Linked DNA regions of Gossypium hirsutum: region 2 is linked to region 1. Evidence: chromatin contacts called from public Hi-C data. All regions are on one chromosome and are shown on one strand. Each heading gives the region's core, a stretch centred on a gene start, on an enhancer-like site or on the middle of the called end of the contact. The rest is flanking DNA. Distances are from core to core; before and after follow the strand shown. Region 1 holds the start of LOC107911642 (transcription factor MYC2). Region 2 holds the start of LOC107911625 (cytochrome P450 78A3).

Region 1 (2,700 bases), core at 145-2,644:
GCGTTTATATAGAATTGAACTAATGTCAATTTATTTATGATATGTTTGATAGGAACATTACTTTTTTATTGTTGTAGTTTATCAAATAATAATAAATTAATTCAATTGGTACTTAACCAAAGTTAGAAAACCATTGCTTTCAATTTCTTTTAATTTTATAAATAATTTTTAATGAAAACAATTAAAATTTTATTTTTTTTAATTTCCATATTTTTTTAATTTTCTAAAAATATTTTTAAAACTTTCAACTAAACACGTTTTATTCATATTTTCTTTTTCATTAAAAACAAAAAGGAAAACGAAAATCGTAAAACTAATGACTCTAAACATTTACACCTTGATACTGATTTTGAACTTTCTTATTGCCAAATTGACATTTCTTTATAAAGGCCAGATAGTCAGTTAGTAGTTAAGATTTAGGGTCAAATAATTAAAAAATGAGTGGATAATATAAGTTAAAAGCCTGTGATTTTCAGATTGTTTTCTTGGCCACATAACTCTTATAAAAGTTGGGACATTGAGTTGTTAAATCACTTATTTACATATATAATTAAAAATATAATTTTAACTTAAAAATATAATAAAACATATTATGAAATTTTTGTGTTAAAAATTAAATTCCATTATGCTTCTTTATTAAAAAATGAGTAAAATTAATTCTTTTGTATTAAATCTATTAAAAATTTTATTTATTTGATGCGTACTTCATGTTAACGTCTAATGACCAGTTTTTAATAGTAGAATAAAAAGATTAGTTTGCTCTTTCATTTACTGTAAAGAAACTAATATCTCCATTTTTTCTATATAGATGGTAAAATACAATTTGACTCCTACTATAGGGAGCTCCTTTATACTTTTATCCAAAATATGCTATAAGTTCTTACGCTTTTCACAAATTTTGAATTTAATCTCCGTATTTTTATTTTTAAAATTTAGTCTCTCTACTTTTTAACTTTTAAAAGTTAAGTCTACTTTGTTAATACTATTAATTTTTTTTAATTGATGTGATATTTTGAAATAAAATATACTTACTTGATAGTACTGCAATTAAAATATATATTATAATAAACTTAAATTTAATAAAATTAATTTAATTATATTAGTTTTAAAATTTGAAAAGTCTTAAAAATAAAAAGTGATTATAACACAAGTACTAGAAGACGAGTTGAAGATTGAAATGTCCAGAAGTAGTGAATCGAATTTGGAAATGACTAGCGAAAGGTGCGACCCCAGAGGAAGCCTGAACCTCGCAACGAATAGAGACGATGCGCATCAATATCACATCACATCTTCAACTTTGGAGCTCAGCCTATAGTAGGATTTTTCACGTGATAAAGGTGCTAAGCATGCCCAAAAAACAGTTCCCACACGGATGGCCTTTTAATGCCCAGGAAATTCTTGTTTTCCCCGAACGCCCCTACAACATTGCCCTTTTGTCTTTGCTGCTGATCCCTTTAATTTCTCCTCGTATATTTTAGCTTGCTGCCGCCGAATCCCTCTTTGGGTTACTTAGCTCTTAGTAGTTTGGAAAACCTTATCAGAAAGAAATTGGGTTGGATCAGGGAGCAGCAGTATTATGTCATCATCTTCTTCATCTTCGATGATTAGCTTCGGCCTAGACGCCCCTCCGCCGACGCTGCAACAGCGCCTCCAGTTCATCGTCCAAAGCAGGCCTGAATGGTGGGTATACTCCATCTTCTGGCAAGCTTCCAGGGATGCTCATGGCCGCCTCGTGTTTTCTTGGGGTGATGGATATTTCCAAGGGACCAAGGGTTTTGCAGGCAAATCCGGAAATAAGCTAAGCCAACCCAGATTTGGGAGAAGAAGATCGGGGGAAGAGATTCAATCCGTTTTCTGTGAAGAGATAGACATTGAGAGGATGGTGGATGGCGATGTCACTGACTACGAGTGGTATTACACCGTATCAGTAAACCGATCTTTTGCTATAGGAGATGACATTCTTGGGAAGGCTTTCGGCTCAGGCTCCTATATTTGGTTGTGTGGAGATCAGGAGCTCCAACTGTATGAATGCGAGCGAGTCACAGAAGCTCGAATGCGAGGAATCCAGACCTTAGTCTTCCTTTCGACTTCCTTCGGGGTAGTTGAATTGGGATCTTCAGAAATGATCCAAGAGAATTGGAGCTTAGTGCAACTTGCAAAATCAATCTTCGGTTCTGAGATTAACTGTCTTGGTTCCAAGCATCCTGGCCTTGAATCTCAGCTCCAAATGTCAACCCAAACTGTCCCTTTTCTTGATTTCGGCAAGGTTGCAAGTGATCAAAAGGAGTGGATTCTTGATGACCGAAAGCAACAAATTGAGGCCAAGAAGGACAATTGCGTTTTATTACGCCCCTTGTCATCGGACTCCGGTGCTGATTCTGAGATGGAGTTCAGCGTTGGGTCGAAGAAGAGAGGAAGAAAGTCGGGGACTGGAAAAACAACCCCTTCAAACCACGTGGAAGCAGAGAGGCTACGGCGTGAGAAACTTAATCATCGATTCTATGCACTTCGATCTGTGGTTCCTACCGTGTCCAAGATGGACAAAGCATCTTTGCTTTCAGATGCGGTAGCCTACATCAAGGAGCTCAGATCTCAGATTGATAAACTGGATGTTAAACTCAAAGTTCAATCCCAAAAAGCCAAGTTGAATGCCATCAATGTTTCGAATAACCAAAGAAATGCATCCACATTTGACAGTAC
Region 2 (2,700 bases), core at 147-2,646, 200 kb before region 1:
ATTTCCGGGTGAAGCACCATTCTCGCTAGTATCCACTCTATTAAAACCGCCACAGTGTCCGTTCCTCTAAATATCATCTCCTGCGTAATTAGGACAAAGCAATTAATTGTACTTAAAAGCTAAGAAAATGTACATATTATCGTAATCTAATCATCAAACTGATCCAAGATTCCATCTTCGACTGTTTTCCCATCACAGCTAGAAAGCAAAAAACCATGCCTATAAAAAAATAAAATAAAATTGCTTGCTTTGTTGCTTACCCAAAGTACGGCAATCATATCGTTGTCCGAGAGTCTATCAGGTCCAGTAAGAGAAAGTAAAACGTGCACGAAATCATGGTTTGTTGTCTCAGGTTGCAGTTTATGTTGTTGAATGATTCTACTCACAAACTTGTTCACTTTGGGAACAAGTTGGGTGCATCGAAGCCGGATTTTTTGAAGGTCTAAACCAGCGAGCCATGGGAGATGATCAGACCAATTGAGCTTCCCTAATAGGTCGTAACCTTCTTCGACAAGCTGGCTGAGTTGTTCAGTTTCAGTATTTGACGAACCAAGTTGATACTTGCTGCCAAACACCGAGCACATCATGTTGTTAAGAGATGCTTTCTTGAGTATATCCCGTACGGAGAATTCTCCGGTTCCACCCCGACATGCTATTATAGAACGCATTTGAGAGGCGATATCAGACCTCTGTGCCTCGGTGAAGCTGATTTGTTTAGGACAAAATAGATGTGTGGCAGCAATTCTTCTGAGGGTTCGCCAGTAAACCCCATAAGGAGCGAAACCAATGGCTCTGTTGAACATTAAACTGTATGCCGACTCTTTCACTGGACGATCAGCAAAAACGGAACTGTTAAGAATCTCTTTGGCTACATCAGGGTTGCATGTAACCATAACCCTTGTATCACCCAAGCTAAAGGCCATGAGCCGTTTAGCATCAAAACACTTAGCTGCTGCAGAAATTTTATGGTGAGCCAGATTAAGCATGATGTCCATGCTTCCCAGCACTGGGAAACCTCGTGGCCCTGGAATGATGTTATTGTGCTTCGTGGCACCTCTCTTGCGGAGCCAATGATACTTACCCCAGGCAGGGCCTCCAGGGTACAACCAAAAACAGAGGGTCATACCCAGCCAACCCATGCAAAGTAAAAGAAGAAGCCAAATGGAGTTTTGAGAGGAGAAAGTTTTGCATTTGGAAGCAATAAACAAAAGCCAAAAGCAATCAGAGTTGGTTTCCATGGAGATCAGGAAAATGGCGGATGATATTTTGTTTGTTTGTTTGTTTCCTCTTCTGGTTGAGACCATGAAATGAGAGCGTCGCTTATATAGAGATTTTTTTTTTTTTGTGGACTACAAGAGTAACGGTTAAACAGAAGCATTATGAGATATGCCACACGGATCGGCATATATCAACATTATAACGTAATTAAACAAAATCGAAAAGTTAAAATCGATATCATTGTGCGCCGCCACTAGCAAAACCGAAAACGAGGATTCATGAGCATGGGGCCCCTTGCATTCCCCACATTCGTTTCTTCTCGTGGGGTTCATTTTCTTGGAACACGTAAGCCCCTAGCTGCTACCATTCTATCTTTTTCGATCCACAGCTATCAAACCACTAATATCGAAGGCTAGTAGCAGTGTATTACTGGTAATAATTGAACAAGGCAGCCATTCCGATTCGCTATGTTAATGAATTTGGCATCGCTCTCAGAATTTAGGCATCGGCGGTGTATGTGGTGGTCCTGAGCGAGCCCTCCACTTCCAGGCCATATTAATCAAATATCATTCTTTTTCATACCCAATCATGTCGATGTAGTATCTTTCTCTTCTTTTTACTTCTTTTTTATAATCTCATGGACACAAAACTTTTACATGGTTATAAAAAAAATCATGAAAGTAACTCTTTAAGTTTTTCGAAAAAGAAATTAAAAGAACAAGAATCATTAAAACAAACTAGCAGCGGCATTGGTGAATGTTAATTAGTATTTGATTAAAATTAGCAAAATAAACAAGCATTTTTAAGATAGTTATATATATGGGGTGAGTTTGGATTTGGTGAATGTGTTTAGTTTATTTTTTGTCTCACGCTACAATATCGCTATAGTATTTAATATTGTCGCCGTTATTTTTATACTAACTACAAATAAACGCATCAGTCATCCAAACCCATTCATAATAATTAACTCAAGTGAGACCACCTTAAAAAATAAAGAAATATAATATCCCTTTAATTCTCTCCTCATGCAGTTTATTTGTCTCCTCATGTAGGATTTGTTTTTATGAAATATATGTTTTCTTGTAGAGAAATGATTCTTATATATTTATTAAAGGTGTGATATTTCATAAATGATATAATCAGTAAATATACTTCCTACTGAAAAATGTGAATTTGAACCATTTTGGCGATTTAAAACGTGGAAGTTGAGCGACACGCATTTGGAAATGAGAGTGGCCGAAAGATCTTGACGGCCCAACAAAGATCTTTGATGCTAAAGTAGTAGTTTTTATTCTTGTTTATTTTACAACAGAAGAAAAATCTTATGCGGGTGAGCTGAATAAAAGTTACTTGACGCTAACACGTGTGGAGACGTTGCTATCGTGCCCTTGAAATTGAAATGAACCCACGAATCTGGGGTGGATATAGCCGTACCCCACTATCGCGAGTACCGAATCCCACCCCACCCTCCATGCCCCATCG

Evidence for each region. A called contact is a pair of places that touch in the nucleus more often than the background predicts.
Region 2: a contact with region 1 is called in a Hi-C map of leaf, with 1.8 times the contacts expected there. The contact joins the promoter of LOC107911625 here to the promoter of LOC107911642 in region 1. A contact is called at or near these places in 5 of 34 Hi-C or Micro-C datasets (callus and leaf).

What each region holds. Positions count from the first base shown.
Region 1 is chrD08:40,540,838-40,543,537 of Gossypium_hirsutum_v2.1, reverse strand. LOC107911642 (transcription factor MYC2) reads left to right here and starts at 1,394. Exons shown (of 1, transcript XM_016839512.2): 1 at 1,394-2,700. The coding sequence starts at 1,577.
Region 2 is chrD08:40,741,347-40,744,046 of Gossypium_hirsutum_v2.1, reverse strand. It overlaps LOC107911625 (cytochrome P450 78A3), which reads right to left and starts at 1,396. Exons shown (of 2, transcript XM_016839492.2): 1 at 261-1,396; 2 at 1-80. The coding sequence starts at 1,304.